Regions from separate parts of the Ovis aries genome. Here region 2 is linked to region 1. A link is a contact called in public Hi-C data. All regions are on one chromosome and are shown on one strand. The core of a region is the stretch at or near the end of the contact, and the rest is flanking DNA. Distances in the headings are between cores, read along the strand shown.

The links. Hi-C and Micro-C count contacts between places; a contact is called where the count stands out from the background.
Region 2: a Hi-C map of liver shows a contact between it and region 1, with 9 times the contacts expected there. The contact joins the enhancer-like site here to the promoter of KLLN in region 1. A contact is called at or near these places in 14 of 16 Hi-C or Micro-C datasets (blood, hypothalamus, liver and 6 more).

Annotation. Positions count from the first base shown.
Region 1 is chr22:9,237,806-9,244,861 of ARS-UI_Ramb_v3.0, reverse strand. It overlaps KLLN (killin, p53 regulated DNA replication inhibitor), which reads left to right and starts at 3,475. Exons shown (of 2, transcript XM_027960657.2): 1 at 3,475-3,555; 2 at 4,032-4,978. The coding sequence starts at 3,475. The coding sequence ends at 4,571. PTEN (phosphatase and tensin homolog) reads right to left here and starts at 2,827. Exons shown (of 9, transcript XM_027960248.3): 1 at 1,922-2,827. The coding sequence starts at 2,000.
Region 2 is chr22:9,788,976-9,795,088 of ARS-UI_Ramb_v3.0, reverse strand. All of the region lies in intron 5 of RNLS (renalase, FAD dependent amine oxidase), which reads left to right. Among named protein-coding and RNA genes, the nearest start is that of TRNAG-UCC, 28 kb to the left of the region's middle. Within about 2 kb of position 3,593, at least 23 of the 54 cell types and tissues checked have an H3K27ac peak or open chromatin away from gene starts, as enhancers often do. A contact at or near this core is called in liver, where this site is marked.

The DNA of each region.
Region 1 (7,056 bases), core at 2,226-4,725:
TTCTGAAATAGGTTACAAATGAGAAGAACCAAGTTTAAGTATTTTTCATGATTATCTTCTGGGCAAACAGGTCAAGCTGTTTTAGTACTTTTTCAATTAATGCAACTCCAAAATGTCCAAATATTCTTTTAAAATACTATTTTTAAACTTAACAGAAAACTTAAGTTATGTGTGTGGTAAAGCTACTTCTTCAGTAACTTTTACCTTCACTTCATATCAGAAACTTGGGCAAAATCAGCTGCAAATACTATGTATGTATATATGTATGTGCAGATATATAATGCAAAGAAAGAAAACCTCCTCATGTATGTAACATTTTTCTTCAAAAATATCTTCCCCATAGATTTTAGCTAGAGATACAGGCACTTCAGTGTCACTCTACTATTAGGCAAAATGTTTGGTGATACTTGCTAAGGAACCATTTTTTTTTTAGTATACTCTATTAACACCTACACAACTGCTTAGTTTTAACTAAGTACTGTCCACTGCTACAATTCATATCACCAAATTTTTTTGTCTTTAATAGAAACCTTAATAAAATGCTTCAGTCACCTCAGACCAATAACTTAATCCTATTTTTCATGCCTTATACACTGGCCTACCAGTGACTCTCAATTCCTAACATATTTCCCATTCTGCCAAAAAGGAGGGCTCTACCTCCTATCCTTGATCAAAATTTGTTCATTATACCTGAAACTGCGAAGATTCATGCCTTTCAATAACCACTATCTTTTGAAATACAAAAGCCTAACTTTCAGACAGCCAACTGTACCCCAATGAAATTCTTGGGTTTCTGTCTTATTCAACAAGCTGACTCAGTAAATTTAATACACCATATGAAAAAAGCGAACACACCTACAATCCAAAGATGGAGTAAATCCACTCTTGCCAGCATTTCTGGTTATCAGCTGGTAAATTATATTTGATGTTCTACACAAGTCAGAGTAAAATTAACGGATACCCAAAGGTGTCACAGGACCTGAAACCTAAATAAAGCTGAGTATCAATTCAAGTATCACAATCAATACTTAAATTTTAAGTGAAACTGAAGTTTAATCTCTGCAATCACCATTTGCTACACACAATACCCTTGAACCTACATAACATTATCATCTGAGATCAAAAACCACTCAATCTCCATTCTATTACCTGTCAGAAGAGCACTGAATCTACAATGCTACTGAACTGTACATCTCATGTCCTATTCTCCATCATCTTAAAGAGACCATAAAAATAAAAAAGCAAATTTAACAAAATCTAGTCAGCGTCTTTGAGAAGTATCAAAGACTATTGATTTCAAACTGCTAAACTTCTAAACGCGGTTCAAAGTTGTAATTAACTTAGTTTTAACACATAAACCTACTTTTGCCTTCAAATGAGCACCATATATGCTAAAATGATTCTCTCTAAAGTTATGCAAATCAGTTCACAACTCACATTTTAAAAGAATCTATCAATGCAACCCAGGAAACTAAAAACAATCACTGCATGATTCTGATGCAATAAGCCGTACGTGCAACACTAATTTTCCTTTTAATCTGATCTATACCCTTGATCTAGGGCCTAAAGCCAAGATTTAATCGAAATATGCTCAAGCTCAAAGCACCTACTTTTCTGTTCATTTAGTAGACCGGATTACCGAGCTCACTAATCCACTAACAGTGTACTGGATTCTGCGGACAATAGCCCTTAGAAAGAGACCCATCGGTGCCTTGTCACTTGCAACCAGGCAAGAGTTCCGTCTAGCCGAACACACCCTAGGCGGAATGCATTCAAAAGAGACACAAAATACACATCTAGAAACCCGACCGGGGTTAAATGTCACCCGCACTATGGACATTTTTTCGCATCCGTCTATTCCCACGTTATCAGAGAGAGTGACAGAAAGGCAAAGAGGAGCAGCAGCCACAGAAATGGATACAGGTCAAGTCTAAGTCGAATCCATCCTCTTGATATCTCCTTTTGTTTCTGCTAACGATCTCTTTGATGATGGCTGTCATGTCTGGGAGCCTGTGGCTGAAGAAAAAGGAGGAGAGAGATGGCAGAAGCTGCTGGTGGCGGGGCTTCTTCTGCAGGATGGAAATGGCTCTGGACTTGGCGGTGGCTGATGCCCCTCGCTCTGCTGCCGCTTGGCTCTGGACCGCAGCCGGGTAATGGCTGCTGCGGCGGCTGCTGGATGGTTGCAGCGACTGGGCCTGCTTCTCCTCAGCAGCCAGGGGTCTGGCAGCGGCGGCAGCGGAATGGGGAGAAGAATAATCCTCGGAACGGCTGCCTCCTCCGGCGGCCTCCGGAGCCCGGGCCAGGGGGGGTGCGGCGGCGGCGGAGGGGAGGTTTAAAACCGGCCCGGGTCCCTGGATGTGCCGCCGCCGCCGCCGCCGTGTTGGAGGCAGTAGAAGGGGAGAGACCAACTCTCCGGCGTTCCCAGCCCTGGAAATGGTGACAGGCGACTCCGACCCCCTCCCCGGAGCTGCGGCCGCCGCCGCCGCCGCTTCTCCCCCCCGCTCCAGGAGCGGGAGGTGCCGCCGCCGCGCCTCAGCCGGCTCCCGCCCGAGCCCACGGCTTCCACCTTCCCTTTCAGGAGAAGCCGAGAAAGAGGCTGCACGGTTAGAAAAGACGAAGAGGGGGCGAGAAACGCCGCCGCTGCCGCCGCCGCCGGCCGGCCGGCTCCCCGAGGGCGCTGCCCCCGCGGCTGCTCACAGGCGCTGAGAGGGGCTCTGGGCTGCGGCCGCCGCCGTCTCTCATCTCCCTCGCCTGAGCCCGGCCTCGCCTCGCAGCGGCTCAACTCTCAAACTTCCATCATGGCTGCAGCTTCCGAGAGGAGAGATCTGAGCGCAGCCGCGTCCCGGCGCCCGAGCGCGTATCCTGCCGCAGTGCACAAAGAGTCCCGCCACATCACCGCCCGCCGGCCTGCCCGCCCCCTCCGCCGCCGCCGCGCCGGGAGTCCGGGCGCCTCGGGAGCCCGAGGGGAGGAGGGAGGCGTACCCGACCGCGCCAAGGGAGGGAAGGGCAGGGCCGAGACTGTAGGGAGGCGGCAGAAGGTGCAGCTCCGGGTCCCCAACCTGCAGGCGCACTGAGCATGCCCAGTATGACTGCCTAGTGCTAGATCGGGCTTGTTGCGAGGCGCCCGCCTGTAACTGCACTTGCCGCGGCTTCTTCTGCAGCAACGCAGGGTGGGGGGAACGAGCTGAGCCACGGCCGGTGCCCAGCCGGAGGCAGGGTAAACTATTGCGAAGGTGGGCAGGCGGGGGCGGGCAGCGGGGGGAGGGAAGGAGCGCGGTGAAGGTTGAAGCAGGTTTATTCATCTGTCTCACTGACTTGAGGGTGAGACTACCTGCGCACAGGTGGAAAAGACCAGGTGACCGCGCTGGTCAGTGTTCAGGGAAACGCAGGGACAGCCCGTGCAGCGAGGACACCCTTCCCCCCACGCCCAGACTTCCCCGGCACGGCCGGCAGCCTTCCTCTGCTTTTGTACCGATGTCGGATCATAAGCGTTCGCGGGGATTTGACTGCAGGAGCCTCCGCCGAGAAGTCCCACCTCTCCACCCATCCCCGCCCGTGTCCTCAAGGTGTCAGTCTTAGTACAAAGAACAACCCCCTATTGTGTCTCCAGTGTGTATCACCTCACCCGGCTCCCTCTCACCGCCCCACCTCCCGCTCCCCCGGCTACTCGATTCATTTGCCCTAAAAATGAAAGCTCCTAGCAGAGCGCGCTGAGTGTGAGCACATCGCCCCTGAATTTCTAGATCCCCAAAGGCAACTGTCCAGGTGGGCTGAAAGCGGATCCCCAAAGAGGGAATGCGCCCTGCATTCCCCCTGGAGAGCCGAGAATCTCTCCCCTGGGGTTTCCAGCTGAGTTCACCACTCCAATTCAAGCTCGATCCTTAGAGGCTCCTCGACCCGCCCCTTTTGGACCGCTGTGAAAACCTCGCTGGGTGAATCGCCCCGGAGCCAGGTTCTGCGCTCCCCCTAGCTGGGGAGTGCGCGCCGCAGACCCCTGTTGCAGCGCGGGAGGGCGAAGTACGTGATTGTAGGAAGCTGCAGCCCCTGTGAGTGGGCGGAGCCGAGGAGGGTTCAAAAGGAGGTGGAGGGATACGCGGGCCACAGTCGGAACTACTTTCAGGAGGAGGTCACGTGTACTTCTAGTTGGGGAACTTTCCAAATTCCCACTCCCATATGATAGCTGTAGAGGCAAATGCTTCGCTTCCTTTGCCCAGAGTGCTCCCGCCTTGCACCGGCAGCGGGACCCCAAAGCCTCCTGGGTCTCGGTGGAAGAACAGGCTCAGACGAGCCTCCTACTGGAGCGCTGTCGGGGCTGGCGCCGGAGGAGCTGGTTACACAAGCACCCACATCCAAGCACGTGCCCCCGCCTTCCCTCACCTTGGCTGCTGCCGCTGATTCTTACAGATCTCGGAGCGAGGGTTCCCAAGCTGGTCGCACCCTTTGCCCGCTACCCACAGAGCAAGCTAGAGGACCGAAACCTGAGACTCCGAGCTCTGGAATCACTGGCTCTGCCTTCCCAACCGTGGGAGAAGGGACTAGATTTCAGGGGTCTGTCGCATCTTTCTCGCTAGCGCCCTGCCCCTTAGGGCGTAACTTTTCTGGTGCTGTACTCGCGGGGCAAAAGGGTATCTCCTGCAGCAGCCCGCTGCGTGAATTCAACGACGTTGCGACAAACTTTCAGTCAATACTTTCGGGCTGATGAGCGCGCCCCACCTACTGTAGACTCAGCCAAGTGACTTATCTGGTCGGAGAACCTAGTCCATGGCCTTCAGCCCAGAACAACCTTGTCAAGTCTGCTTACAGTTTGGATTGGTTGACCTAAACCGCGAAAGAGCTGGTTCAGAAACGCTGAGAACTAGAGTGCATTTACCCCAACATTGATCGGCCTGTAAAATGAGTTGTCCACCGTCTGCTTGGAGAGAAAGAGGGCATCAATACCAACCTAGGAATTCTTTCTTTCCCCTGGGAAGTAAAACTTAAGGAGAATTTGAGTCCAAAAGAATTTAAGCTGATACCCAGGTTGAGGCACTGGTAGTTTTTTTAGATCTTGAGAATGGGATCAGCTTGCATGTGTACTGCAGTAATTGTGAATATGTGGCTAGGGAAGGTCTAAAGAGAATTTACTCAGTGTATGACAAAGAAAGTGACACATGAGCACATCATAGTTGCAGGCAGCCCCTGAAGACTAGAAACCTCAAGAGAGCTTGCTTAGACGCCACAGACCATTACCTAACTCCAGCACTACTAATTAAACCAGGGATATTTACACTGCTCTTAACAGATCTCTGAGGCTTCATGAAACTTTGAATTTATATGCAACATCCTTCTAAGATAGCCCTACAGGAGTTGCTGTTACTGCTGCTAAGTCACTTCAGTCGTGTCCGACTCTGTGCGACCCCATAGACGGCAGCCCACCAGGCTCCGCTGTCCCTCAGATAGCCACCTGCTGAATCTTCAGTGTTGATATTTATTGAAGCCTGGTTTTGTGCATGGTCCTGGTCAGCTTGGGGGAAGGAGGGGCCACAAGTGAAAAAAGAAATGGAGAGCAACCTAGGAAGAACAGGAGAAAGGCCTCCATTTGGTTTCCAAAGATGAAAGCCCTGTCCACACAGCCTAATGTAAACCAGAGATTTCTCTATTTTATAAATAAAAACAAGAAGTCCGTGATTTTTAGATGTTCCACTAGATTGCATGGCAAGATCCTGAGAGTGGCATTCAATTGATTATCAACTACTGCTTGATGAGGAAAGGGAAAATGAAGATAAAGTTAAATGAAGGCAAGTGATTATAGAGGGGTACAGTGTCCCATGTTTATTTTTCCAGTTTCTGATCTTGTCTCCAGAGTTCAGTTATTAGCACTGCTCTTCCTTACCCACTCCCTATGTGAAGATGAGTCTCACAGCATCTGAGAAGTCCTGAAATCCACTCCCTGGGAAGAAAGTGGATTCAGTCCTGCCCTGTTGGGTGTTAGGTATGAGGAAAGAATCCTTTTCCTTGCTGTGGCACAGAGCTATTCTGGAGCAGAGAGGGTGTACATCACCAGCACTAATGTGCTGGAATATGAGACTGGCCCACAAGCACTTCTATCTGCTGAAGGAAGAAACTGGAAAATGAGTTTTGCTGCTACTCTAAACATCAGGTCCCTCTACTCATCTTCATGGTGAGTTTAAGGACCACCAACGTTGGCAGATATTTGACCAACCTGATGGCAATATCAGGTGGTTATTAGAAGCTGCTGAGTAAAAATTTCTTACCTTTCCCAGTGTTAAGTGTGTTCCTGGAGGAAATCCTTTTTTGTTTGTTTGTTTTTCTTCACTCTGTCCTGCTATCCCCAGAGATCTCCTTACCCAGGTGGTGGAGCTGAAACCTCTAAATAGGTGACCCTATCTAATATACAGAAAGTGTTATTTTTTTTTTTTAATTTCAAGTTCAACTGCCAAGTATCTCTTTGGCTGTACAGGTATTACAATACATTGGTTTCTAAACACTTCAGTTCTACCTGATTGGATTCAGATTGCCCTGTGAGAAATAGAAGCTTGTAACAAAAGGAGAATTCTATAAAGCTTCAGGGAAAGTAACCATATAGAATAATTAGTGAACATGATAAACTAGCTTTAATTATAGTTTCTAACAGCTGATTCCAAAACTGTATTGTTACTGCATCCAGAGAATATCTAAAGAAAGTTCCTTTCTTATTTTCTTTGATAAGTGAAATGACCAACAACTTGATGGGGATGATATAAATAGTTGATGTGCTCTTTGTAGGTCCTACTGCTAAAATGTCTTTTGTAGAACACTGATTGCTATAGTGCCTTTCTCATCTCCCACACAATGACCTTTCAAATAGAGATCTAAATCAATGGCTTTAATTTTTAAGCAATCTTCTCTATTTTTATCTGCTTAACCACTGTTTTCTAACTGCTGCTGCTGCTGCTGCTGCTGCTGCTGCTAAGTCACTTCAGTCGTGTCCAACTCTGTGCTACCCCAGAGATGGCAGCCCACCAGGCTCCCCCATCCCTGGGATTCTCCAGGCAAGAACACTGGAGTGGGTTACCA
Region 2 (6,113 bases), core at 2,344-4,843, 550 kb before region 1:
CCTATAATAGGTCAGATAAGAAAATCTCCAAAACCAAAATGTTGAAACAAATGTAATTAAAGCAGCAGTACCTTGACCAAAACATTGATTCCATTGTGATTCTAAACCCTGTATAGAATGATTCATTTTGCTAAGATTGTGTTCATTTTTCATAGGCATCACTTTGGAAAAAATAGACACAGGCTTTATCAGGCCCAATGTATGAGTTCCACAGATTGTCAAGAAAATGGCAGTTTTCTTAACTGTTGAGGAGTGGGAGCCTCTACTTTTCTAGCTCTAAAAAAGAATGAATGCCTTTCAGCACATGCATCTTAGGAGCAATTTCACATTTTCCTACATGCTACAAAATAGCTGTCTGGTAAAGCTCCAGTTTCAGGATGGATTTCAGTTGTTTACTACTAGAGTAAATTTATAATATCCTTTAAGTCCCAAACCAAACAGGATTCAGCTCACTTTTTCAGAGATCACAGTGTTGAGATTCCACAAAACTTCCCAAAAGATGGCATCTATATTAGTGCTCACACCTCCAGTGGGAGTTAACAAACAACTGAGCACAAAAGGAAACAGGTGTACTGTGCCCATGGCTTCCAGAGTACAAAAGCGATATGGCACACAGGTATGTTAATGTCCTAATCTTCGTTCATTCATTCATCAAACGCTGTCTCCCGTATATCACTGTTGTGGGCTCTAGGAATACAGTGGTGAGGAAAATCAACTTGATCTTTGCCTTAATGGAACTTGGTGACTAGTAGGGTCACCAGCATATAAAAAGAAGTTGATAAGCAAGGAATCAAATAAAAATATCTATAATTTCAGATTAAAAATGACCAGAAGTTAATACCTTTTGGTACTATGACTGAGAATGAAGGAAAACTCTTACTTAGACAGGCTTGTGAGAGAAGCTCTATCTGTGTAGGTTACACGAAATCAGAGAAAGAACCAGCCATTGCTGATACCACAATAGGGAGTGGCAGCATTGAAAGCTCTTCAATAGCTAAAGCCTAGTAGCTAGAGCGGAAAAGGCAATGGCACCCCACTCCAGTACTCTTGCCTGGAAAATCCCATGGACGGAAGAGCCCTGTGGGCTGCAGTCCATGGGGTCGCTAAGAGTCGGACGCGACTGAGCGACTTCACTTTCACTTTTCACTTTCATGCATTAGAGAAGGAAATGGCAACCCACTCCAGTGTTCTTGCCTGGAGAATCCCAGGGACAGTGGGGCCTGGTGGGCTGCCATCTGTGGGGTTGCACAGAGTTGGACACGACTGAAGCGACTTAGCAGCAGCAGCAGCAGCAGCAGCAGTAGCTAAAGGGGTGAGTTTGCAGAGTGTTGCAAAGTAAACTGGGGCCAAATGACACTAAGGATATTGAGTTATATTCTCAGGGCAAACTTTAAGCAAGAAGCAGGCATGACCTAGAGAATGGATTTGAAGAAAAGGGGACACAAATTGGAGAAGAGGAGATATAAGAAATTAGAGAAATCCAGTAAGAAGCTATTGCAGTGGTCCAGGAAGAGAAAATGGTGGTGAGTGTAGAGATGGAGAGAAGGAACCTGATGCAAGATACATTTTGGAAATGGAATCTACATTACAGATAAATTAAGCATAGGGAGAAAGCAAAGACAAAGATGACTTTCAGGTTTTTAGCTTGAGCAACTGGTGAATGCGAATGTTATTAGTATTTACTAGGCTTGAAGGAATAGCTTTCAAAGCCAGGGGGGCGGGGTGGTGTGCTCAATTGCTCAGTCACATCCAACTCTGCACTCTGTCCATGGAATTTTCCAGGCAAGAATATTGGAGTGGGTTGCCATTTCCTACTCCAGGGGAATCTTCCCAACCCAGGGATCAAACCTGCATCTCTTATATCTCCTAGACTGGTAGACAGATTCTTTACCACTGTGCCATGTGGGAAGCCCTTTAAAGCAAGAGGTGGGAGGTAATAGTTACGTACCCAACTCTACATGATAAGTGCAAGAAGACAGTGATACACCCTGAAATAGATTCAGAGCTGCCCTCAGCACACAAGACACAACCCTCACTTGAACCACTATAATCTTCTCTTCCAAATACCTAAGAGATGATCCCCTTCAAGGTCTAAGGTCTTGAAGGGCAGCGACTCCCCCTACTCCCTTTCACCTTTCTACTAATATGCATGCTGATGTGGCTTCTGATTCCTTTTTACATTTAGAGCATTTACTACTCTCTGCCCTGCAGGACAACTTTGAATCATCTCCACAACACCTGTGTGGCATCAAAAGTGTTGGATTTGTGACCAGAAAACCTTCACTATTTTTCTGATTAGCTGAATGACCTGGGGGATGCTACTTCGCTTCTGGGAGCCCTGTAGGTCTTTGAAAAGACAATATTAATGATTACACATAAAAGCACTTTGTAAACTTGTAAGCACTATCATAAATAAGTGTTGTTATTCTTTTTCTCATTTTGGTCTTAGTCATCACCTCTGCTACAAATAATCTGCCATTCATTTTTCCCTGTTGTCTTCCCTTTCTCCTTGCTTGTTTCTTCTGTCTCTTGTCCCTTCTGCCACATAAATTTGCTTTCCTGAAAAAGACTGGTTATTTGGAGACATCATCACCAGCCAATCATAGCTCACCATTCCTTCTAGCTGGTAAGCCAATCAGATGTAACCTCCAGGTCTCTTTTCAGTGTTGCTAGGGCTTCAGGTCTACTTCTGAAAGCTGACTTGCTTGCTTTCTACTGATTCTTATTCTCTCTCTTTCTCTTTCTTCCTCTCCCTCTCCTTTACCCTTCCTCCCCCTCCCTCCTCCTGGCCTTCCTCTGCATCCCTCTCCCCACTCCCTGTTCAGAGTTTGGAGCAATTCCAAATACTTAAGCCTCCCGGAAGTTTGGGTTATGGATAAGCAAGATTTGACTGTATTTTTTCCCTTGAGAAATAGAGAACAACCATTCCATGTTCAATATTATAGCAAGTATTTTAGCAGCTTAATGTCCCTTGGCTGCATACAATTTAGTTTTGTTTGTGGGGTTTTTGGTGTACAAATCAATTTTAATTCAGGTAGATTAGAGCATAAACTGGCATTAAATTTGGAAATGAAACATCATACCTCTTGAACCTCATTGGGCTTCACAAAATGCATTCAGAATATTTTAAAGCTCTTCTCCAGTTTTTAACTGATGACAGAAGATGATAAACACATTGTGCTTATCATGCTCCTGTTTCTTCAAGTGTCAGTGCTGGGGTTGTTGAAGAAAACCACTGTGGACAGCAGTAATTTGGGAACTAATACCTAATGGCTAAGTGGGTGTTCTCTCACTCACTTCCTGTTTATCTTTGGAAGCTAATTAACATGGGAATAATAGCTAGAAACCCTGCCTTTTTAGAGGACCCGCCGGTCCATCTTTAAATGCGTATAGCTGGGATGTTAAGAAGATTCCCTTAACACAGAACAGCTCTGCTTTCTAAAACCATAAAGGCGTTTGATAAGGAAAAATAACTAACAAGTGATGTCTTTCTCATAACCTTTGCTACCTACTTAAAAACTGACACAGTACAAGAATTTGCAGCTTAAAATGACCAGAGAAGTGGCAGAGAGCCAGAATTCTGTCAGAGATGGCTTAGAAAAGCTTAATGATTAACAAATGGGTCACTGCCTTCAGGCTCTGACCTTTAGAACTAACCAGTTTTAGCCTTTTGGTTCGGTTTCTTCAAATCATTCTGTATCAAGGCAAAAACATTCCCTAATGGCATAGAACCACCCATCCAAAAAGGAATTCTTAGGCAGCCCACATGTTTGGTGAGTAGCTCTTCTGATAGCAAGTAGTTGGTCCTGAGCACAGCATTAACAACTGGTAAAACGTATTTTTGGTTAGAGTTTAGGGAAGGCCCTAAGCACTACCACATATCCTGCAGGTGAAATGTACGAAATTCGGTTAACATGGTAACGGCTCTAAAAATACCTAGGCTACAGTTTAACCACAGAGTTTCCTCCTTAACGTAAAAGAGCCACCGTCAGGAGCTGTTCGAAAGTGCAACAAAAGCAATCTCTGTCGGACTTTGTGCAAGCAGGCTATTAAATCAGGCCTGGCAATGACAATCTGCAGCCACCCTGCATCAAAGTAATAATTACGGTTTTGCAGACCAGGACAGCCAAGCACAACCCAGCTCAGAAAAAAAAATGTTAAACTGATAAGCCTTTTCTTTTCCTCCTCCAACCCATTTTTTCTCTCCCTCACCCCACCCCCACCTCCAGGTGGACTAAGCAGGGCGTGGCATGGGTGCAGAGACAAAGAGTCACCACACTGTAACCACAGGGCCCCACCCGGAGGGAAGCCTGGGGCAGAGGGACCCAAGGGACAAGGGGCTGAGTGCCCTGGTTTTCCCAGCAGCCTCTGCACCAGGCTCCCACAGAGGGTACACAGGAGGCAGAATCCCTCACATCGGGCAAGGTTCCCATCTGGGCCCTTTGCTTGGCAAAGACAGAGAGGGTGGGATCAACCTTTTCCTTGAAACTTTTGCAGTTTGAATTGGAAACACAGTTGTTGTTCAGTTGCTCAGTTATGTCCAACTCTTTGTGACCCCATGGACTGCAGCACACCAGGCTTCCCTGTTCTTCACTATCTCCTGGAGTTTGCTCAGATTCATGTCAGTTGAGTTGATGATTCCATGTAACCATCTTATCCTCTGCTGCCCTCTTCTTTTGCCTTCAGTCTTTCCCAGCATCAGGTCTTTTCCTATGAGTCAGCTCTTCACATCAGATGACCAAAGTATTCGGGTTTCAGCTTCAGCTTTAGTCTTTCCAATGAATATTCAGGAAACACAGTAGGCTCTTTTGAATTCTGAAGGTGGTTGGCTGTGCAGGGTAAGAGGTTTCTTACCTAATTCAGTCATGTCCAGCCTGCCAGATTTTGTAAATAAGAATACCTGGCACCCAGTTACATTTGAATTTTAGATAAACGATGAATAATTTATTTAGCGTAAGTATGACTCATGCAATACTTGGGATATACCTATGCTTAAAAAAAATAGTGTTCAGCTGAAATTCACATTTATCTGATTGTCCTGTATTTTTTCTGGCAGCTCTAATAAGGTCCTTAATATTTTTCCTTCCTAATAGTCTCCCTAACCTCTAATACCTAATCAATAAGATGGGGTTTGTTTGAGTTGTTCACTTTGGTTGGTTTTTTAATCCCCATATCGTGTCCCACTCTTTGCGACCCCGTGGACTGTAACCCACCAGGCTCCTCCCTCCATGGGATTCTCCAGGCAAGAATACTGGAGTGGGTTGCCATTTCCTTCTCCAGGGGATCTTCCCAGCCCAGGGATTGAACCTGGGTCTCCCGCATTGCAGGCAGACACTTTAACCTCTGAGCCACCAGGGAAGCCAAAAGATAAACTACTTATAATTAACATTTTATAAAAGAGAATACTGATGATCGAAGAGGTTGAGTGACTTGACCAAGATCACACAGCTAACGAGTAGCAAAGCTTATAATAAACCAGTTGAGTATGATCCCAACTGACTTTCTCAACTACTTTAGTATGTCCAATTGTTTCAATTATTTAGTTGCTAAGTCCTGTCCAGCTCTTGTGACACCCTGGACTGTAACCTACCGGGCTCCTCTGTCCATGGGATTTTCCGGGCAAGAATACTGGAGTGGGCTGCCATTTTCTCCTCCAGGGGATTTTCCTGACCCAGGGATCAAACTCGGGTCTCCCACGTCTCATCTCCTGTACTGCAGAAAGATTCTTTACTGCTGAGCCACTGGGGAAGCCCTATGATATAGGTAATACTATAATAAAATGAAGATTCATTTTACAGATTTAGGAACTGAGGTTTGGATACATTAGGTAATTTCCCCCAAGATCACACAGGCTAGGCTTTGTAGCCAGAAACACAAAATTTAAATCATGGCTAATTTATTTATTAGCGTACAACCTTAGGAAAGGCTCCATAGCATAAATTGGAAATGTTAATACCTCTCTCACAAGGAAAAAGCTATGTACATGGTAAGCACTCAACACGCATGCACTTATAAAATGATTCTGAGGATTATCTTTACTTGGCACCTGTGACAAGAGACATAAGAGAATATTCTAGGTCAGGGATTGGCAACATTTTTCTATAAGAGCTAGA